Regions from separate parts of the Mus musculus genome. Here regions 2, 3, 4, 5 and 6 are each linked to region 1. A link is a contact called in public HiChIP or PLAC-seq and promoter capture Hi-C data. All regions are on one chromosome and are shown on one strand. The core of a region is the stretch at or near the end of the contact, and the rest is flanking DNA. Distances in the headings are between cores, read along the strand shown. Region 1 holds the start of 3110021A11Rik (RIKEN cDNA 3110021A11 gene). Region 2 overlaps Ninj2 (ninjurin 2). Region 3 holds the start of Ccdc77 (coiled-coil domain containing 77). Region 4 overlaps Erc1 (ELKS/RAB6-interacting/CAST family member 1). Region 5 holds the start of B4galnt3 (beta-1,4-N-acetyl-galactosaminyl transferase 3). Region 6 holds the start of Wnt5b (wingless-type MMTV integration site family, member 5B).

Region 1 (3,538 bases), core at 639-3,138:
TAATCTAATAGAAAACAAGAATCCAAAAAAGACTTAGGTTTATTGTGGTAAAGAGTAAAATGCTGATGGACACTGTTCGCCTTAGTAATGTCTCCCAACAACGTACGATACATGTTCCCACAGGGTACCAGAACATTGTAAAATCCCTTGACTCTGACAATATTCCTTAGAAATGGAGGTACTTACGTAAAGAACAATTTCTATTTCATTTTTTAATATTTAGTAAAGACTGAAATAAAGCCAGGTGTGGTGGCACATGCCATTAACTCTAGCACTTGGGAGACAGAAGCAGGCCAGCCTGGTGGGCAGAGCGAGTTCTAAGATAGCCAGGGCTACACTGAGAAATCAGGTCTCGGAAAACAACAAAACCAAAGAAAAAGGGGGGGGGGGGGAGACAACAGTAAGTACACCTGAAAATAAAAAAATAAAATCGATCTTCAAGAAAGCCAGATCATGTCTAATCTCACACTTGGAAGGCTGAGACAGAAGAAGAATCGGAAAAATAGGGACATCCAGATAACTCAACAGAAAAAAGTGCTTATGTCACAAGTCTAATAACCAAAGTTTGATCCCAGCCATCCACAGTGGGAGAACCAAGTCCCAAAAGCTTTGACCTTTGACCTCAAAGAGGGAGGGAGTAATCTATCGTGTGTATGCCAGGCACACACACATAATGATTAAATAAACGCAAAATGTATCAAGGTCTATTGAAAAACAAGATGTAAGAGACAGTTGCACTTTAAACGCTTAAGCAATTTCATACAGTCATCTCCAACAGAACTGTTCACAGTTCGCTCAAAGCAATCAGCCACAACCACCTGCAACTATTACTCTGAGTCCAGGGCCTTTTCTTAACGGGTCAACTCAAAAATGAAAAATGGTACAAAGAGATCAAGCACAGGAGAGGGGGTTGAGGGGGGCAAGGAAAAGAAAAGGCTGATAGCACTTTTGAGGGGCTAAGAGTAATGAGACTCACTCCTTCATGGTTGGTTGCTATAGAATGAAGTTGTCTAAACACCAACATCTTCCTTCTTGTGTGTAAAAACCTCACTCACTCGCGCTCCCAATTTACCAACCCCAAGTCAACGCAAAGGGATTCTCTTCCCTCAGCGAATTCTACTCATCTGACCAAGAAAAGAACCAAAACCCTAGAGTGGCAATGTGAGATCTGCTGCAGTAGCCCCTCCAGCTACCTCCAAGGCGACATCCATGCCTCATTTTCCATCTGAAATACAACCTTTCCTCTTCTATCTAACCAGGTTCAAAATAATAAGATCATCTTAAACATTTTACATCCGATCCACCTTGGCCGCACCCCAACTCCAGGGCTCCCCAATAGCCCCACATCATGCCTCCCACCCTCGGCTCTCGGTGGGCCAGAAGCCCCCCACCTCCCACCTCCAGCAGCGATCCTTACCGCCAGCGCCTTCGCTCCCGCCCAATCCGGGAGCTCCGCAGGGCGCGGCCGCCGGTGGGCTCGGGTGCGCTGGGGCGGGGTCCGCCCTCCCGACCTCCCCATCCTCCTCCCCACCCCCGGCCCAAAAAGGAGGGGGAGGGGTCCCCAAGCCTCACCTACAGCTCCGCCCCTCCCCAGGGGCGCTCTGCCCTGCCCAGCCAGGGCCGGGAGCGCCGAGCCGGGTAGGAAACGACAAATGCCTCGGCGCCTGCGACCTCTGGGCAGATCGAGGTTCCGCCTGACGAGCGAGCCGCTGCCGACGCGGCCGCCTTACTCTCCTCAGGGCCGCCGCTGCTGCTGCGGTTGCTGCTACTGCTTCCCGGACAGCCTGCCGCCGACACTACCACAGCCGCCGCCGCCGCCGCCACCGCCACAGCACGACCGGCGCCCGCGACGTCACCACGCCCCGCCCCCCGCGCACACCTAGCCCCACCCCCTGTCGCCCGCGCGGCGCCCTCGCCCCGCCTCCCGCTCTCCCGGGCCGCTGGGCTTTCCCTCGTCCCACTGGGAAGCGCCCCGCTACGCCGCTCCACGGGACCGCGCGCCAGGATCGACAAGTGCGGCGCTCCGAGGCCGCGAAGGTAACTGGGTGCCGAGGCAGGGTTGCGCCACACGTAGCGCCGCCCCTCACACACACACCCACACCCACACCCACGGCCGAGCGTCCACCGGGAGCCCGGGCCGCGATATTGAGCGAGGAAGGTGCGGACGAGGAGGGGCGGCGTTTGTCTCCTCCTGCTTGCCGTAGGACGTGGACTGCTGGAAGCCCCAGGAGTGGAGTGGCCTTTCCCAAACCTGGAGTCGCCCCGCCCCTTCCTTGGCAAGCCCGTTACCCGAACCCTGGGACGGCCGCCACCTTAGGAAATAAATAGCTCAGGGCTTGTCATTAGAGCCACGGCTGCCTGGACACCCTTTGTCCAAGAGAAGTTAGCTTCTCTCACCCTTGGCTTTTGCGCTGTGAGGCTGTGGAAGGCAATAATACTCTTGAGTCATCTGGGCTGTCCAAGCGGTCATGGCAAAAGACCCTCGCCTCAGTAGGTGGCTTTTTTTGCAAGGATCATTCCAGGGAGGAAGAGTGTGGGCGGAACCTGATGTCCACATGCAGTGTACTGTGCCAAATGCTTCACCGCGTTACCTTTTTTATTTAGCCCTCACACCAAGCAAGGCGAACTACAAAGCAGCTGCTACCTTATTTTAGACAGCCCAGTTTTCTGCTGCTGAATTTCAACCTTTGCCTTTTGTCAAGAGCAAGCCAAAAAAAAAAAAAAAAAAAAAATACGGAGGTGGGGGCAACACATAGTTACTAATCTTAAAAATGTAGATAAGCTATCTCTAAGCCGAAAATCCAAGGGTGGTGTGAATTACACTCATCCCCATACTCACAGCGCTTATTAAGCTAATTTGAAATGCCTTTGAGATGAGAGGAGCTAAGACTCACCGGTTTACTCATCCCTAACCTCCCACCATCATAATTAACCGGCTTACACTCTTCCTAATCCCATTAACATCTTCCCCCATCCTGTAGTATTCACGTTCATCCACCAAACTATATTTTGTCCTTTCCAGATTCTCTAATTGTTCCCTTCCAAAATGCACTTGGGTCATTACAGCTCCTTGGGCACACTAAACTGATTCCCCTTCAGTACATCTAACATATGACAGCCAATTGTTAGAGAGTGTGCAGCTAAACGGGACTATTCAGCAGCCAGAAAAGAATCTTCAAAGATTTCGTTTCTGGGGCTGGGAAGATGACTTAGTGGATACGAGCATTTGCTCTACAAGCAGGAGAACCTAAGTTTGAATCCCCAGCACCCACATAAAACCCAGGCATGGCTTCAAGTATCTGTAACACCAGCACTGCAGAAGGAGGACAGATTGATCCCAAAAGATGAGCTTCTGATGCAGTGAAAGACCCTGTCTCAAGGCAACAAGGCAGAGGGCAATAGAGGAAGACACCTGATGTCATACTCTGGTTCCTTACACACACACACAGAGAGAGAGAGAGAGAGAGAGAGAGAGAGAGAGAGAGAGAGAGAGAGAGAGAGAAATTGAGAAATTGAGATTTCATTTCTTAGATATCTA
Region 2 (3,377 bases), core at 766-3,265, 320 kb after region 1:
CACAAGACTGGGCCATCAGCAGGCCACCATGCATAGGGGAAGGGCCCTTACCAGACGCCTGGGGACAGGAGGATTGCCACAGGTTGAGGCTCTTCTGGGCTACTTAGTGAGTTTCAAGCAGGTTTGGGCTACAGTGTAAGGCTGTTTCCAAAGGCAGAAAAAGGAAGGCAGGCAGGCAGGCAGGAGGAAATCTCACTCTCATGTTCTTCTTGCTTCTAGTCCTAGGCATCTGCTAACCTGTCTCTTGTCTCTGCAGCTTTTCCCCAACTGGGCAGTACTTCGGGCCTTCTGTGTCCAGCTACTTGCTTAGCACAGTGTTTTGAAGCCCCATTGGCTCACAGCCTGAGGAGCAGTGCATTTCAGAGAAGCAGGGAGAATGTCTTGTCTTACTCCTCATGGCACCAAGAAGTGTCTAGGTTCTTTCTCTAAGGTGTAAGCTAACTGGAAGGGCTACAGAGTGGAGGATGACCTTGAATTTACCACCCTTCTTTTTTTTTTTTTTCCCCACCAAGTGTTGGGATTGTAGGTGTTGCCGCCATGTCCACCTTATGCAAGGCAGAGGGTTGAACCCAGTACCTAGTGTGTGCTAGACAAATACGTACCATCGGAGCTACATCCCAGCCTGGTTCTCCCCCGCCCTTTTTTTTAATTGGAAAATAACTGTTATGTTTATGTATGTAGGTATTTATTTTGTTTGCTTGGTGGGTGTCAGAAGTCCATGACTGTGCGTGTAGAGGGTAAGATGGTTGGTCTCTCTCCACAGAAAGGTTCTGGGAAGCCAACGCAGGTCAGCAGACTTGGTGGAATGAGCTCAACTTTTACCCACTGAGCCATCTTGCTGGATCCTTCTTCTCCTTGATTATGTCTATAAGGACAAGGATTGCTTTTTTTTTTTTTTCTTTAAAAAAAAATCTATTCCAGCTGGGTGTGGTGGCGTACGCCTTTAATCCCAGCACTCGGGAGGCAGAGGCAGGTGGATTTCTGAGTTTGAGGCCAGCCTGGTCTACAGAGTGAGTTCCAGGACAGCCAGGGCTACACAGAGAAACCTTGTCTCGAAAAAACATAAACAAAGCAAACAAACAAACAAAAAAATCTATTCCAGAATCTTCTTCAAAATCATTATGAAGTCAAGCTCTCCTTGAAATCATAGTGCTCCTTCTGCCTCAGCCTCCCAGATTGCTGGGATAACAAGTGTGGCTCACTGGACACGTTTTCCTTCCTTGAGTGGATACCCAGGAATGGTCACCCATGTGAATCCCTTTGAGGAAGTGCGGCCTGTCTTCCATGGAGCAGTTAAGGAAGACATGCAACCCTGTGCTCTCTGTGTGCATCCTCAGAGAGGCATGTGCACCCGCCCGCACCCACGCAGCCCCACACGCACACATCCATATACCATGCACACAAAGAAAGGGAAAGGAGGCGCTGAAAACCCATACCTAAGCCCGATGTGGTAAAGCTGGGGATATCAAACAGGGATGTCAAAAGGAGATCGGGCATGATGGAGCAAAGATATAGACTGATAGTACACCATGACATTTCACTAGGCTGAGAGGAACATACCTGTAATGGAGAATTGTGTGTTCAGTGTGCTGGTAAAACAACTCCTCCCCCAAATGCATCCTAAGTCTAACGCCGGTCTAGATCTAGCCGGTGGGCACAGGCAACACAGCCAGCAGAGGAGCAGTGAGCTTCTGTGGGTTGGGATTCAGGAGTGGCTCTGCCTTTGAAGCCCACGGGATTGCATTCAGGACGTCAGCCAGACCCAGACCCTCGAAAGGGGCCACTTTTCTGCTTGCTCACTCAAGTCTGAACCAGTGCTCCATACCTGCAGTCCCCCTCACTCCTGAGGCAGGAGGATTGCTTCCCAGGAGTTTGAGGCAGCTTGGCCAACAAAGCTAAACTCTGTTTCCAAAAAGAGAAAAGGAAGACCCGTGCACAAAGCTGGCAGGTTGGCCAAGGAGTGCTGCTTCCTGTTCAAGGTTCAGTCTCTTGCCATTTCCATAGGATGCTAGGCTGATGACGTGGCAGCTGGTTCCCAGGGCGAGGAATTCAAAAGACAGCAAAACGGGAACAATGCCTCCTATGACACTGCCCTGAAAACTGCACAACACCAGAAATACAGCATTCCTGTTGGTTGAGCAGATGAGCCAGACCCAGTGTGGGAAGGGACAGAATAGGGTGTGAACACCAGGAGGTCATTTTGCAGGCTAAATACCTCACCATGAGTGGCTCTACAGGACAAGTGGCTTGACTTGTGTAACACATAAATTGCAAGGTAGGCTAGGAGGAATTGAGACATATTTACCGACTGTAGTGTGGGTGAACGGGATAGAGCTCGATTACATGAGACAGGATGTAAATGTTCACATGAGACAGCCATCGTGAACATTTTTAGGAGTTATTCTTCTTTAGTGTGGGCTGAATTTACTCCCCTCATCCCAAGTAGAGTGTAAATATAGGGAAGTAATTTTACAGTGGAGAGGAATGACGTCATGACCTGGTTTGTGTTGCTGTCACAAAATGTCCTGTGCTGGGTACTTGATAAAGAAGAGTGGTTGCCTATGTCTATGGTTGCACATGCCTCTAACCCTAGAACTTTGGCAGTAGAGGTAGCAGAATCAGGAGTTCAAAGTCAGCCTGGCTACTCAGTGAGTCTGAAGCCTACCTGAGCTACATGAAACCCTGTCTTGAAAAAGAAAGAAAGAAAGAAAGAAAGAGAGAGAGAGAGAGAGAGAGAGAGAGAGAGAGAGAGAGAAAGGAAAGAAGAAAGAAAGAAAGAAAGAAAGAAAGAAAGAAAGAAAGAAAGAAAGAAAGAAAGAAAGAAAGGAAGAAAGGAAGAAAGGAAGAGATAGAGAGAGACAGAGAAAGAAAGGAAGGAGGGAGGGAGGGAAGAAGGAAGAAGGAAGGAAGGAAGGAAGGAAAGAAGGAAGGAAGAAAAGAAAGAAAGAAAGAAAGAAAGAAAGAAAGAAAGAAAGAAAGAAAGAGAGAGAGAGAAAGAGAGAGAGAGAAAGGAGTTTAACTCTAATCTGTAAATATGTAAAGGCACGGCATTGACTTGGCTTCTGCTGAGGGACTCATGGTAGGTAGGTAGCACCATGTGGCAAGAAAGCACACAAGACAGAGGGAAAAGAAAGAGCGTCACACAGTGAGAGCGGAAGGGAGCAAGACAAGCCAGGCTTGCTCTTTCATAACGACTTGTCTCTCCAGCTTATTTATCTATTGAGTTATTTATTGAGAAAGGGTTTTGTTTTAAAGTGCAGGCTGATGTCAAGTTCATAATCCTTCTGCCTCAGCCTCCCAAGTGCTGGCACTGTAGACGTGCACCTCCACATCTGCCTCAAAATTAATTTTTCTTTTAGAGCTCCAAGTCAAGAACC
Region 3 (3,270 bases), core at 237-2,736, 510 kb after region 1:
CAGCCTGAGTTCCAGGACAACCAGCATTATATAGTGATAGATACCTTGTTCCAAAAAAAACAAAACAAACAAACAAACAAAACAAAACAAAAAAATCACAAGCTGACAAGTGGCTACTTACAGACACGAACATTAAATAAAGCCTAGAATTCAGAACTTTCTATTTTAGAGCCTAACCTCTCTTCCCTGACTTATTTTTATCTCTTTCCCCAGATATACCCTGTTTTTATAAAATGTTTTTTTTGTTTGTTTTTTTGGACAGGATCTCACTACGGCTGGCTTGGAACTATGTAAACCAGGCTGGTCTAAAACTTACAGAGATTGCCTGCCTCTGGCTCCCGAGCACTGGGATTAAAAGCTTATACACCACGCCAGAGGCACATAATGTTCTTGGTTCTATGCCTTTGCTCATGAGCTTCCTGGCAGTTCAATTATAACTCCTTCCACAACTCTAGTAAATTCACTTAATCAAGTGTATTCTGCATGTAAAATTCATCTTAAATACTATTTCTTCCATCTCTTTCTTGAGTTTTTCCATTCAAGACGATCTAGAAAGCCAATTGTAGTGGCATCTGTCATTAAAAGCTAGCACTGGGAAGATCACCCAACATTGAGGGCAGCCTAGGGTACAGAGTTGAATTCCAGGCAAGCCCGGAACAGAGCAAGGTCTTGTCTCAAATAAACAACAGAAAAACCATAAACTGATTGTGTACTTGTACTCCCAACACTCAGAAGACCGAGACAAGAGTATAATGCCAAGAGTTTGAGACCAGTCTGGTACATATAGTGAACTGCAAGCCCACGTGGGCTGCAGAGTAAGATTCCCGAATCAAAAAACAAAAACGAATAATTAAAAAAATTTAAAAGCTTTTTTTCCCCCCTCACTGATAAATGCCTGTATTTGCAGTTTTACTATGATAACCTATCTTCCAGGCAGACAGAAGCCATCTTAATCCTACCTTGCAAGGCAGGAATGCCTCTATTTATATAAAAGGTGATGGGTTTCTGTTTTGTAGGTGTAAGAGATCGAATTGAGGGCACAGGCGTGCTAAGCAAACACTCTACATATTGGCCACAACCCCGTCCCTAAAAAGTCGTATTTACCCGCATAACCACTTTCTGAAGTATTTTTATTATCCCTTATTTTTCAAACGAGGAAATCGAAGCTTAAGCAAGTGGGAGGAAGACGGAGACGGAACTCCGTCCATCTCAGGACGTCTGGATCCTGTTCTCTGGCAAGTTCATACAGTTCTTGAGCAGATCTTTGCTCAGTCATTCTTAAAGCTCTCCGCGTCCCGGAAACTTCTCTTTTTACAGACAATCTTTCCTTGACTGGCCCTAGGTTTAGTCTCCTGTAGCTCCCTTCCGCACTGATTACTAAGGCTTTTATCCCACCATATTTACTCCCCAAAAAACTTTCACCCTTTCCCTGAAATCCACACTCACCAAGTGCTAACCCCTGGCGTCCAACAACGCAACCGAAAAACAACTCAAATCAGCGAGCATCTACAAAATCCTACCAATCGCTCACGAGCTCAGGCGGCCTTTTAGGTTGCACACCAATAGGACGGTTGTTCACCCAGCAGTACTTCCCATCTTGCCTTGCGCCTCACCGGCAGAGGTTCCTGGGAAGTGTAGTTTCTCTTCTGCACACAGCATTGCGCAAAGACAGAATGCGTGTGGAGGGGGGAGGTAAGTATCCCTTGGCTGTTAGAACTCGTTTTGACAACTCAGTCTAAACTCACTTAACTATTTTCCTTTAATGAAACCTGTTGCATAAATGACATACATAATCACGAGAACTCCTCGGAGAGTTTAGTACACATTATCATTTGTTTCGAGTGAGCCTTTAGTTTGTTTCAAGTGAGCCTAAGAAACGTTCTACAAATCCTACGGAGTTGTAAAAGCCTGTAATCCCAATTCCTGAGAAGGGACATAAAAAGGATCAGGAGTTTGAGGGGAGGGGAGGGGAGGGGAGGGGAGGGGAGGGGAGGGGAGGGGAGGGGAGGGGAGGAGAGGAGAGGAGAGGAGAGGAGGAGACAGAGTTTTCTATGCCTTAGCTTAGATGTAATTAAAGAGGGATGGTTGTGAGCCACCATATGGGTGTGAGGAACCAAACCAGGACTCACTATGTATCCAGTTTAGCTTGGATCTTGCTGTGTAGAAGCCTCAGAGATCCTCCTGCATCTACCCTCAAATTCTGGGACTCAGGCATAAGCCCAGTGTATGGGAGGCAGGGGCAGCCAGCTGGGTCTACACAGCAAGTTCTAGGGCAGAACTACACCCTTAAACAAACAACAAACAAAACAAACACACAGAGAGGTATTATAGCTCATCACCTCTGACTCCAAACACATTTTAATGGCTCTTTGCTTGTTTGCTCAGTCATTGGATTCACCCTGCGACTGAACTAAGGCTTCAGGAATCATGGTCCTGCCGGGCGTGGTGGCACATGCCTTTAATCCCAGCACTCGGGAGGCAGAGGCAGGCCTCAGATTTCTGAGTTCGAGGCCAGCCTGGTCTACAAAGTGAGTTCCAGGATAGCCAGGGCTATACAGAGAAACCCTGTCTCAACAAAACAAAACAAAACAAAACAAAACAAAACAAAACAAAACCAAAAAAGGAATCATGGTTACTTAATGGTAAACAAGTATTCTACCACTGAACTATACTTCTCACCCAAGCCTGACTCCAAGAATTTCCCAGGGACTAACCAAAATAGAATAACAAAGAAGGAAAAACTATAAACTTTCTCTTTATCCTTTCCTATGACATGAATAGGAAAACCAATGATATTTGAAATATCATATTGAAAAAATTGTGTACACTTATCAGTGAGCCACTGAAGTTGACATAGGCATAAAAGCTTCAATTTTCAAGCTTTCCAAATTTTAAAGTAATGCTACTATGCATTGCAGAATTGATCCTTTCTTGTGTAACTTCCTTTTATATATCCTCTTTTGTTGCTGAGACAGGGTTCCCCAACTAGTGTTGGGTTTAGAGGCATGAGCCACCACCCTCAGCTCTTCATATATCCTCCTGATGTTTAAATGAGACTGACTAGACATAACATTTGAATATGTAATCCCTTGACTGGAGACAAGTCCCAGTCTTTTGACCTCCTATTGTGGGCAGTAGGCACATACATACCTGCAGACAAAACACTCATGAAGTAAATCTAAAATTTTAATATTATGGTATAAATTATAGCATAAATACTATTTTTAAAAGCATGGTTCAGCCGGGTGTGGTGGCGCACGCCTTTGATCC
Region 4 (3,220 bases), core at 463-2,962, 260 kb before region 1:
GCTTACCAGATTGGGGGCACCTCAGAGCACAGTGATTTCTCAATTAGGAAGCCATTTCCTACAGGAATCTGGTCACTGTTTTCACACTGTAGGATTTACTAGCATTGATGGCAAGGAAAGCTACAGATTAATCTCGAAGACTTTTACAGCTTCCCCACCCACAGGTTAAAAATGACACCCTTTCCCTGCCCCGCAAAGTACTAGTTATGCATTGAGATGAAGGAATGTCTGCCTTCTCCTTCCTCATACAGAAACAGCAAGTACTTCATGCTGTGAAGCATGAAAATCATGTAATTCCAGGATCATCTCCAGGATTTTTATTCTTAGAACACAATATTTGTTAATCATGTACTGGATGAATGCTTTTCAAGGTTAGATTGCCATTATTTGTATAATTTGGTTTCAAAGGTTGAAAAGAAATTAAGGACCAGGGCACTTGCCTAGCACGCCCAAGGCCCTGGGTTCCATTTAAAGGTTCATCCTCCCCCAAGTCAAACCTAAGACCAAATAAAGAGCTCCTCTGTCACAGCACTGAAAACACAGCAGCCCTGAGTCATGAGTGAAATCAAACACTGAGGAGTCAAACTCTGGATCTCCCGGTCTCTGTCCCTTTCCTGTCCTTCCCACCCTACCGGAGCCAGGCAAACATCTAATCACAAAAGTAAGAGGCTTATACATGTTGGAGTCAAAGCATAGTGATTCTGAAATCTCAACTTACAGCCTAGAGGGAGCATGGTGATCCCTGGTTCCAGACTCTACCTTACAGGTGAGACAAAGGCCTGAAGCGGTATGGTGGAAGGGTGCTAGGCTGGTGAACATACTCACTCCAGGAAACTTAGCATGCATCACCCAGAGGCCAGCCTGGGTCAGAAGTCAGACCTACAGTTTCCAGATGCATGCACACTCTATCTGCAAGTGTTGCTAAGATACTAAATGTCTTACTCTCTGACCTACTTAGAGCCAGACACGTCTAAAATGCTTTCCTGTCTAGGACATTTGTCCCTAGGTGAGATAATCTGTGTCCCCTCTGTGATACTGTGCCACTAACAACTCCCAGGTCCGTCTCTCTCATGGGAGTCTGTCTTGCTAGAGTGCTCTCTTCTGAATGTGTGTAGAGACCGAGACGACAGGAGGAGCACAGCAACACTCATGACTAAGAAAGAGAAAACTGGGAAAAGAAGAAACTCCACAGAGTATTCGCACTGCTTGGCTGGTGTCCTATGCACTCATTTTGAAGGGCCAAGAGAATGGGAATCACTTCCTATAAAGGTAGGTCCCTAGAACACTCAAGGAACTGTGGCATACTGTCACCTTCGAACAACAAGCCAGTCGGCCCTGGTGGCGTACTGAACAGAAGCATCGTCCTGAGGCAAGGGGCAGACAGTCACAAGGACATGTTGCAAAACGTGACATCTGTTTTATATGGGCTTGCAGTGGCATGGCCTAAACAAACACTGCCAACTATCTAGAATTCTAAAAGTCTTGTTTGGCAGTACCTCAGATTGTCTTTCAATCATCTGCTAAGTGAAATGAACTGAGACTTGCACACCATTTTCAAAATGTAAGGAAACCTGCCTCCTGCTAAAGACATCTATCACAACAATAGTAATATTCTGGGGAGCACAGACCCAGGCAGGGTGGCTGGCCAGCCCCATGTGTTTAGTTTGGCTCACAGAAACAAAGACTGTCAAAAGGGAAAGGATGAAGCCTCCCCTCCTGCCCCTCCCCCCAAACCAAACAATGGATTAGGAAATCCAATGCTGAAGCTGCCAGGGTGGTAAGAATAAGGCCTTGTTGCAGCTGAGCTGTAAGTGCAGAACCCATGAGGCCCACTCCATGTCCAGCTGATGTCTCTGGCCAAGTGAAGGGAAGAGAGAGGGGAGTGTTGCAGCCACTGTGGCATGTGCACAACACACCTAGTCCCAGAACTGTGCTTCCCAACATGTGGGATCCCACGTTAGTGTCAGTGATAGGCAAAGACTGAAAAGGCTCCCGTGGTCACCCTGCTGAGTTTCCCTCTAATTTTAGTGCAAGCCTGATATATTATCCCAATGGCTACTCCTAGAGAAAGTGACATGATGATCCTTTAGTGGGGTACAAACTCCTGGTTCAGTAAAACAGAATCATGGGAGGTGTCTATAATGACCAACCTTTGTTGTCAGGAGGGTTTTCTAAGTGGTCCCTGAATGAACATGGCCATTCATGGATGATCATGTATAGTGGTGAGACATAAGTATCACACACTGATAGAGAATGCCTGTGTCTGACTCAGCTGGCACGGAGATAGATGTGGGTAGGGTTGCATGTTACTAATTTTTGCATGTGGAAGGGAAGAAAGTATGGGATATGATTTGAAAGCTCCTTAAGGGGCTGAAAGAAAAATATTCCTATAATCTCTTAAATCTCAGACTTTTGAAGTTTTGTCACAGGTCAAGAAAGATAGGATAGAAACTCCAGGGATAGTTCCAGTCTAATCTGGCTCAATGAATACTTAAGGCTCTCCATGCTATGAGCACACTTCCCTGAGAAACATGATGAAGCCACGGCATTCAGACCTCCAGCATACTCACAGAGCTTTGGCCTAACCCGAGAAGACAATGCAAGCATGTGTAGGAGAACAGACATAGCTTTTCTTCTACAGTCTCCTTCTAGGGAGCCAGACACAGAGAAGGTGTGCTTGGCCTTCATGAGAAGTGCAGGGAGGGATTCAGCTGCATAGGCAAGGGGAGACTGGGAAACCCTGGAATTATCCTTCTGCATGTAACCTTAGTAGGCCAGTCCAAACAAACCAGAGCCCAGATAAGGCTGCATGTGGCCCTGAGCAATTATCCCCAGTGTCTGTGGACCACCGCCTATGGCTGCATGACACTTCATAGGACTTACGGCAGAACACCAGGGTCCTTCTGTCCCATAGGGAACAAGTGAAGGGGTTAAATAAACTCTCCAATTCTCCTTATTATTCATCCACTCTCCCCTTGTCTCTAGAAGGACCCACAGGCTTGGGTGGTGCACTCAACTGCAGCACCCTGAGACACACTCAGCCTGAGCTGGCACTGACTACACCAGCAGCATCATGACAAGAAGTTCTGCATTTCAAAGTGCCAGTTTCTGCTGGAGTTGACACACTGGGAGGATTTACTTCCTAGGCTGCAAGGAGCAGTAGTGGCCAATACATGAGCCAGGAGCCTCATTTGCCACCTGGCTTTCCCATCCTGGATGA
Region 5 (3,504 bases), core at 151-2,650, 450 kb after region 1:
AGGAGGGTAGTCTTTGAGTTTCTTAAAGCAGGAAAGTGAGACCCAGTGAGAAGATGAAGTAGAACTTCCCCCCACACCCCCCCCCCTCAAGGCTGGAGAAGAGCACCTGACCCTTCTCGAAACTTCTCCACTCCTTTCTGGCTACTAGATGACTTTTAATTTTATTAAGCCTATCAAAAGTATACTGAAAGTCACTGTGGGTAATAATCATATCCATTGAAGAGGGGATAGGCCATTTCCTCCCCTTTTCCTAAGCAGAAACTTGAGTGCTTTGATGAAATAAAAATACAAGTAGGAATTTACTCATGGCAGGGTCGCCTTGGGCGGGGTCTGGGGAGTTTGTTAGATCTGTGGGTATTGCGGAGAGTGTGAAAACACTGGAGGAGGCAGTCTGGACCAGCAGAGAACCACGCATTCAGGAGGTGGGACTCTTGGAAAAAGAGGCGCACGCAAGGCGGGAAGGCCAGGCGTCTCTCTCGGAGGTGCTTTTTGAAAAGGAACCCCCGAAAGCTCGGCTGGAGGGGAAACAGCGAGCCAACCACTCCAGCAAGCCGAGGGCAAAGTTGGGGAGGCTCTGATCGCAGCGTGTGGCCGAGTGCGCCGCAGCCCCAGAGCCCGCGCTCGCAAACAGCTCTGTCCCGCGAGGCTGTGGCTCCCGCACGGTGGAAGGCGCCCCAATCCTCCACCAGCGCTCCGGATGTCCTGAGAGCGTCCCGGCTCCACTCTGTCCTGAGTGGGCAGGCCAGGATCAGCGACCCACAGTGGCCTCGACAAGCCCAGGTCCCCAGGAAAGCGCGGGGCGGCGCCGGCACCTGGAATCAGCTCGGAGAGGCGGGTCCCCGCCCGGAGCGCCCGCCCACCTCCGCCACCTCCTCGCCCCCCGGCGCTACTTACTGTGGTTCAGGGGGTTCCCGCCGGCCTGGGCCGACGCCACCAGCTCCAGATACAGAGTCCAGAGTCCCACCGATACTACGGCGAGCAGCAGCAGCAGCCGGAAGCGCCTCCTCAGCAGCTTGATCGGGCGCAGGAGCAGCATCAGCAACGCGGCGCGGGGGCTCCCCATGGCGCTTCGCCCAGCCTGCCGCTCCAGCACCCGCTACCCACCCGTCGTTCCGGCCCGGCTCCGCCGCTCAGCGCGGCGCACAGCCAGTCTCCCCGGGTCGCTCTCCAGCGGGCCGACTGCTCATGCTCGACGCGTTGGGGTGATCCTGGGCTGCGCGGGTGCCTCGCAGGTCGTTCTCCGGCCGCGGAGCCGGGCTCCTCCTCCCCAAGTGTCCGCTCCACGCCTCTCCTCGTCGCAGGCCCGCCACCTCCCTCCCTCTCTTCTTTCTCACTCCAGCGCTCTGCCCAGGAGGCTCTCCTAGTTGCCCTCCGGCCCCTGCGCTTGCTTGCTGCAGTTAGGGCGCTTTCTCTCAGCTCCGAGCATTACCTTACTCCCTACCTGTCCCGCCCACGCCTTGGCCCCGCCCCCAGGCGCAGGTGGGCCCCGCCCCCTAGAGAATGAGGGAAGGGGAGAGGTGGGGCCAGAGAGAGCTGGTCCCTGGCGTACTCACCGGCTTGGAGTTATGTGGGAGGGTGTGTGGGGTGATGATGAGGGATATGGGACTGAAAGAAGATGCGAGCTAAGACATGGACTCTGTGAACCAAGAAAACCCAGTCACCGTCAAGATATTCGAAGGCGCTCTTTCGAAGCTTGCTGTGGGGCTGAGACACATTTTTTTTAAGTGACCTCTGTGACTTTGGCCTCAGGACCTTTCTCTACCTAGAAAGACCCTAGTCACAATTAACTGACACTTCATTCAATCTTAACTGTCTTCCAAGTCAAATTTGAATACCGTTTTTTCCCTGGCGCAACTACAACTGAAAGGCACCAGGGGAGCCTTTACAAGGAGTTTCTCCAGTTTTAGGTGTTTTGGGTGAAAGATTGTTGGAGATTAAAAAAAAAAAAAAAATGGAGGGGCCACTCAAGAGCAGACCAAATGCTTAGCATTCAGGAGGCCCTGGGTTCCATCCCAGAACCATGAAAGAACTAGGGAAATGGAAAGGGGGTCTGGCAGAACTGTAGAGATGGCTCATCTATTAAGAGTGCATGGTCTGGGTCTGGAGAGATGAGATGGCTCAGTGATTAAGCATCTTCCAGGGGTCCTGAGTTCAATTCCCAGCAACCACATGGTGGCCCTCAGCCATCTGTAATGGGATCTGATGCCCTCTTCTGGTGCGTCTGAAGACAGTTACAGTGTACGTACGCATAAACAAATAAATCTCAAAAAAAGAAAAGAGAAAAGAGTGTATGATGCTCTTCTTCAGGGCCTGAGGTGGGTTCCCCAAACCCATTAATTCCAACTTCCTCTTCTAGCTTCTGCTCCAGCCTCCACTCACATGAATATACCCACACAAAGAGGCACACATGTACATTTGAGAAATAAAATATTTTAAAAAGAAAGAAAAAATGAAAAGGAGAGGCACATCTTCCTTAAGCTGCCCGTACCACAGGTGGATTCGCGCTATTTCCTTCCGAGTCTCTTCTTTTCTCCCAACTCTCATGCCACATAAAAGGTCTTCTTTTATGATTATAGAAGCTTTGAAAGAAAGGTCAAGGCAAGCTTTTTAAAGTCAGCCAAGGTCAGCACAGAGACAAAAGAAATCTAGGGGTAGAGACTGCAGAAGAGAAGAGTGATCTGGCGTACATACCAATTGTAGGAGAAATGTTTAGCATACACAAAGCCTTGGTTTTGATTTCCAGTGTAGGTGAGTGCAGCCGCATGTATACGCGCCCCCATCTCAAAAAAATCCTTAAGAGAAGAGGAAGAGGGGAAAGAGACTGATAGAATACACATTACATGATAACAGAAGGAACCTGAGGGAGGAAGGCAGTCAGTAACAGAGGGGTAAGAAGTGATGAAAAGGCTGTGTGGGAGAGGGCTGAACAAGAACATAATGAAGTGTGTGAGTGTGCGCATGCATGCGCATGTGTGTAAAACTACCATAAGAAAACTCGGGAACTGGAGAGATGGCTCAGCTGTTACGAGCACTGACTGCTCATCCAAAGGTTCTGAGTTCAAATCCCAGCAACCACATGGTGGCTCACAACCATCCATAATGAGATCTGACACCCTCTTCTGGGGTGTCTAAAGACAGCTACAGTGTACTTACGTATAATAATGAATAAATCTTTAAAAAAAAGAAAAAGAAAACTCAACATTTGGTATACTAAACTCTAAAAAAGTAATTTTTAAAAAAAAAGATCTATTTATTTATTATGCAGACAGTAGTCTGCCTGCATGTATGCCTGCTTGCCAGAAGAGGGCACCAGATTTCATTATAGATGGTTGTGAGCCACCATGTGGTTGCTGGGAATTGAACCCAGGATCTCTGGAAAAGCATCCAGGGCTCTTAACCTCTGAGCCATCTCTCCAGCCCTAAAACATTAATTCTTTTAAAAAGGAATAAAAAGGTGCATAGAGCAGCAATGTTCTACGCAGAACAATACTTTTAAAAATAGAC
Region 6 (3,345 bases), core at 92-2,591, 300 kb before region 1:
GTGTACCTACTACTCGGGCCTGTGCTGTCTGGCCAGTCACAAAAGAGAAACCCTAATATGTCCACATGGACCTGCCTAAGTGCTGATCTCTGGCAAGGAGTGAGCCCCTGCTTGCTTGCTATCTCTGTTCCTATATTGACAGCCAGAACACCAAAGTTCTGGCAAATGGGAGCCTTTCTCTGAGGTGGCCTGAGTAGTTGAGGAGACTGCTAACTTGACCCTGGGTCTTTTTTTCTTCCAGGTACCAGGCTGAAACTGCTCAAGGTGGCAGCTGCTGAAAGCTTTGCCAACGTGGCCTGGCAGTGCAAAAGCATTGAAAAGGGACCTTGGTTATGGGGACAAACGTTTCCTCCTCCATCGATTCACTGTGCAACTCACCCTGGGCTTGAGCCACTTCAGTTTCTCTGCCTGCAAAACAGAACCGATCGTTCTAGAAGCAAAGTGAGCAGTGTTCAACAATGACTTGTGAGGATGCAAATACCCAAGAAAGTTGGGTCTGACCAGAGTGTTGGGCCAGATACCCTCTGAGGCGCCCCGCGAGGATGGACAGAGAGATGCAGAGGAGCAGTCGAGAACCAGACAGCACCACGTCTCCAGTGTGTGACCCGCGGTGGCCTGGGACAGGAACTTGGGCTAAAGTCATCCCTTCGCAGTACCTGTCGGAGACACTCCGCGCCGTTCGTCGCGCGCAAAACTGCAGCTGGGCCCCGGCGAGCCAGGAAAAGCGGAGCAGCTCCGGGTTCCCCGCTTCGCGGAGGCGACGCGCAGCGCCCCGGGGGCCAGTCCCGCTCCGGGCCAGGCGCCGTACGAGCGCAGAGCCCCTGGACGCTCGCGCCCCACCTGCCCGCGCCAGGCACCCGCGCGCGGCCCCAGCTTTGTTCGCAACGGCCCGCGGAGCCCGTCGCCGCGCGCCCCTTTCCCGCCACCTGGCCACACAGCGCCCTCGGCCGGCGCGGGGCCGACTCCCGAGCTTACCTGCGGGGGCTGCGGCGTCGGGTCGTCCACGGGACGGGGCAGCCTCGGCTCAGCGCGCGGGCCGCTCGCGCAGCCGCCCCGCACTCCTCATCCGCGGCCGGAGCCTGCCCGCCCGGAGTGCCCGGTCCGCCCTGATGGGCGCTGGGCGCCCGGAGCTCCGACTCGGCCGCAGGCTGCGCGGTCTCGGGGTCCGGGGAGACGCGTTGTCCCCACCGTCCCTTCAGGCGCCGCTAGCGCCACCGGCCTGGAGCGCGGGACCCCGAGAAGTTTCGGCCCCGACTTAGCGGCACCGTTGGCGGCCACGGCTCGAGTGCAGCGCCGGCGCGGGGCGCGCGATCCCGGGGCTCCGCCGCCTGCGCCCCGCCCCGCCCCGCGCCGCCTCCCCGCCCCCCGCAGCCCGCGGCCGCGCGCGACGCCCAGCTCCGGAGGGCTCCTCCCCGGAGCCGGACCGGCCCCCGCACCTGCCTTCCGCGCCCCTCCGCGCCCACTGTCCCGCAGACTCTGCGGGGACAGAGCACTGCAACCGCGCGTGGACGTGGAGCGCGGACGCGTGACTCACCTTTTGGTGACACCCTTTGGAGTCCGGAGCTGCGAAGCGACCCGGGAGCTATTTCCACTCTGCAAACCCCGGTCCGGACCCACACAGGCAGGTCTCAGACTGGGACTCTGATGCCTGGATTGTTCTAGCGGGAAAGGCTTCTGTCAGGACTTAGGGCCCAGTTAGTCTCCGGATAAACATGAGGCACATAAAAGGACCCTACCGTTAGTAGCCTGCAAAGGTCACTAGAGGCCAGTGTTTGGCCTTAGCTCAGGGCAGAATTTAAACACTTTTATGGCGGTTCCTATAGTCTGTTAGTCTGTTTCCTCACAGAACACCACAGTGAGCTGCCCAAGGAACCGGAAAAGGTGAAAGGAATTAGAAGAGGCTTTGGGGAGTCCAGGCCTCCAGCTGGTGGCAGAACCCTGTTCCAGATCCTGGTTACATGGTGCCCACCACGAGCACATGATCTGAATCCATTCTGCAGGTTGTGAGTTTGTCACCCTGCTAAAGAAATTCCCTCGAAATTCAGTTCGGTGAGGGGAAGGAACCAGCAGTAATAATCAAAGACACTGTACTTTTGACCTAGAAACCAAAGAAGGGGACAGAATCCCCCTTCTGGGCATTAAAAAGACAAGGAACTCATCACACTGAGGAGGTGTAAGGAGCTGTTGTTCTCAGGGGTCACAATAGGAAGAGTTAAGGGATATTTTCATCAAATGATCCCTTAATTGGAAAGAAAGGCTCTTGGAATTGGGGTGGCAGCAGCCCAGGTACTCCGGGACTTTTCTCACTTGGAAGTGAGCGTGGTTTACAAGATCTGGTCCAGCCAGTAAATCAATGCCTTATGATAATTATAGGACCCTGCCCTCTCAGGGAGTCCAGTTCAAGGGCTTTATCCTTGGGGACACATGGGACAAGGGGAGAGCCATCTAAAACAAGCACAAAATCTCTGAGTTGGCTTTGTCAGTTTATAATTGGCTCCAGTATTTCCCTCTAGTGAATCATTCGTTCTGGGCTTCTGGCTTTGTGGAAGTTTCAGGGAAAACCTGGAGGTTGTAATCACTCCAGAAGGCCACCTGGGAACAAAACCTGAATGCTGCCTGGGGTTCAATCCGTGAGCTCTCACCATCCGGAAGTTTAAAGTCTAGAGAAACAGGATGTGGGGAGGTGGACCCCTAGAATGCTCATGCTCGCCCAGGGTCATTTTGCTCTGCCTGCCCCTCGCTGACAGCGTGAGAGAAGCAACTCAGCCAGCAGCCAGCACATCCCTCCTTCCCTCCTTTGTCCAAGATACATCAGATAGTGGCCCTGTGGGAAGCCCTTGCTCAGCTAAGATGCATATCATGAGCAGGCTGCATAGCCTGGGCCGTGAGCTAGCGAGGTCTATACAGAACCTGTGCTCCAGAGGCTGGCAAGAAGGTCTGCTTTAGATTGATTGGCAATCTGGCAGGATCTAGTATTGCCTTGGAGACAAATTTCTGGGCATGTCTTTGGATGATTTTTCTAGGCTGGTTAGTTGAGGGGAAAGATGCCCACTAAATGATGGAATGAGTAGGAGATAGCCAGTTGGACATGAGTATCTATCGCTGTCCACTTCTTGACCACAGATGTAATGTAGCCAGCCACCTCCAGCCTTGCCATGATGACCAGACGCACTACAGAGTGAGACCCTGTCTCAAAACAACCAAATAATAATATAAAATAATAAAGAAAAAGAAGGAAGGACAAGAAGTTTGTCATCGGCATGGACTACACAGTGAGGTCCTACATCAAAAGGAGGAGGAGGAGGAGGAGGAAAAGGAGGAGGAGGAAGAGGAGCAGGAAGGAGA

The links. Promoter capture Hi-C pulls out the DNA fragments that hold promoters and counts their contacts. HiChIP or PLAC-seq counts read pairs in DNA pulled down with a chosen protein or histone mark.
Region 2: a contact with region 1 is called in a FOXA1 HiChIP or PLAC-seq map of pancreatic cancer cells. The contact joins the enhancer-like site here to the promoter of 3110021A11Rik in region 1. A contact is called at or near these places in 2 of 39 promoter capture datasets (pre-B cells and stem cell-derived epiblast-like cells), 2 of 484 Hi-C or Micro-C datasets (embryonic stem cells and natural killer cells), 15 of 115 datasets of contacts at active chromatin or transcription factors (acute myeloid leukemia, bone marrow-derived macrophages, embryonic stem cells and 7 more) and 1 of 9 other capture datasets (liver).
Region 3: a promoter capture Hi-C map of liver shows a contact between it and region 1, with 7 times the contacts expected there. The contact joins the promoter of Ccdc77 here to the promoter of 3110021A11Rik in region 1. A contact is called at or near these places in 18 of 39 promoter capture datasets (the 3T3-L1 cell line, 3T3-L1-derived adipocytes, the C10 cell line and 13 more), 1 of 15 datasets of contacts at CTCF or cohesin (the NIH/3T3 cell line), 4 of 484 Hi-C or Micro-C datasets (CD4 T cells, embryonic stem cells, hematopoietic stem and progenitor cells and 1 more), 14 of 115 datasets of contacts at active chromatin or transcription factors (astrocytes, bone marrow-derived macrophages, cardiomyocytes and 7 more) and 5 of 9 other capture datasets (adipose tissue, embryonic stem cells, embryonic tail and 2 more).
Region 4: a contact with region 1 is called in a promoter capture Hi-C map of neural stem cells. The contact joins the enhancer-like site here to the promoter of 3110021A11Rik in region 1. A contact is called at or near these places in 1 of 39 promoter capture datasets (neural stem cells), 1 of 15 datasets of contacts at CTCF or cohesin (the NIH/3T3 cell line), 1 of 484 Hi-C or Micro-C datasets (female germline stem cells) and 5 of 115 datasets of contacts at active chromatin or transcription factors (embryonic midbrain, embryonic stem cells and forebrain).
Region 5: a contact with region 1 is called in an H3K4me3 HiChIP or PLAC-seq map of embryonic stem cells, with 17 read pairs. The contact joins the promoter of B4galnt3 here to the promoter of 3110021A11Rik in region 1. A contact is called at or near these places in 15 of 39 promoter capture datasets (the 3T3-L1 cell line, the C10 cell line, the HPC-7 cell line and 7 more), 4 of 484 Hi-C or Micro-C datasets (bone marrow-derived macrophages and embryonic stem cells), 20 of 115 datasets of contacts at active chromatin or transcription factors (the 230-238 cell line, the NIH/3T3 cell line, astrocytes and 10 more) and 2 of 9 other capture datasets (embryonic stem cells and liver).
Region 6: an H3K4me3 HiChIP or PLAC-seq map of embryonic stem cells shows a contact between it and region 1, with 21 read pairs. The contact joins the promoter of Wnt5b here to the promoter of 3110021A11Rik in region 1. A contact is called at or near these places in 4 of 39 promoter capture datasets (embryonic stem cells, liver and stem cell-derived epiblast-like cells), 4 of 484 Hi-C or Micro-C datasets (embryonic stem cells, nephron progenitors and uterus), 10 of 115 datasets of contacts at active chromatin or transcription factors (embryonic stem cells, forebrain, large pre-B cells and 2 more) and 3 of 9 other capture datasets (adipose tissue, embryonic stem cells and pancreatic islet).

The regions. Positions count from the first base shown.
Region 1 is chr6:119,846,305-119,849,842 of GRCm38.p6, forward strand. It overlaps 3110021A11Rik (RIKEN cDNA 3110021A11 gene), which reads left to right and starts at 1,889. Exons shown (of 1, transcript NR_030776.1): 1 at 1,889-2,725. It overlaps Erc1 (ELKS/RAB6-interacting/CAST family member 1), which reads right to left and starts at 1,846. Exons shown (of 21, transcript NM_053204.2): 1 at 1,573-1,846.
Region 2 is chr6:120,170,331-120,173,707 of GRCm38.p6, forward strand. The region is part of intron 1 of Ninj2 (ninjurin 2); the gene reads left to right. Among named protein-coding and RNA genes, the nearest start is that of Gm25327, 28 kb to the left of the region's middle. Within about 2 kb of position 2,016, at least 33 of the 459 cell types and tissues checked have an H3K27ac peak or open chromatin away from gene starts, as enhancers often do. A contact at or near this core is called in bone marrow-derived macrophages and pancreatic cancer cells, where this site is marked.
Region 3 is chr6:120,355,881-120,359,150 of GRCm38.p6, forward strand. Ccdc77 (coiled-coil domain containing 77) reads right to left here and starts at 1,487. Exons shown (of 12, transcript NM_001381936.1): 1 at 1,447-1,487.
Region 4 is chr6:119,584,444-119,587,663 of GRCm38.p6, forward strand. All of the region lies in intron 20 of Erc1 (ELKS/RAB6-interacting/CAST family member 1), which reads right to left. Among named protein-coding and RNA genes, the nearest start is that of Wnt5b, 42 kb to the left of the region's middle. Within about 2 kb of position 1,713, at least 59 of the 459 cell types and tissues checked have an H3K27ac peak or open chromatin away from gene starts, as enhancers often do. A contact at or near this core is called in forebrain and neural stem cells, where this site is marked.
Region 5 is chr6:120,293,497-120,297,000 of GRCm38.p6, forward strand. It overlaps B4galnt3 (beta-1,4-N-acetyl-galactosaminyl transferase 3), which reads right to left and starts at 1,401. Exons shown (of 20, transcript NM_198884.2): 1 at 895-1,401. The coding sequence starts at 1,063.
Region 6 is chr6:119,543,006-119,546,350 of GRCm38.p6, forward strand. Wnt5b (wingless-type MMTV integration site family, member 5B) reads right to left here and starts at 1,342. Exons shown (of 5, transcript NM_009525.3): 1 at 976-1,342. Gm52875 reads left to right here. Exons shown (of 2, transcript XM_030255703.1): 2 at 242-1,342. The coding sequence starts at 543. The coding sequence ends at 1,259.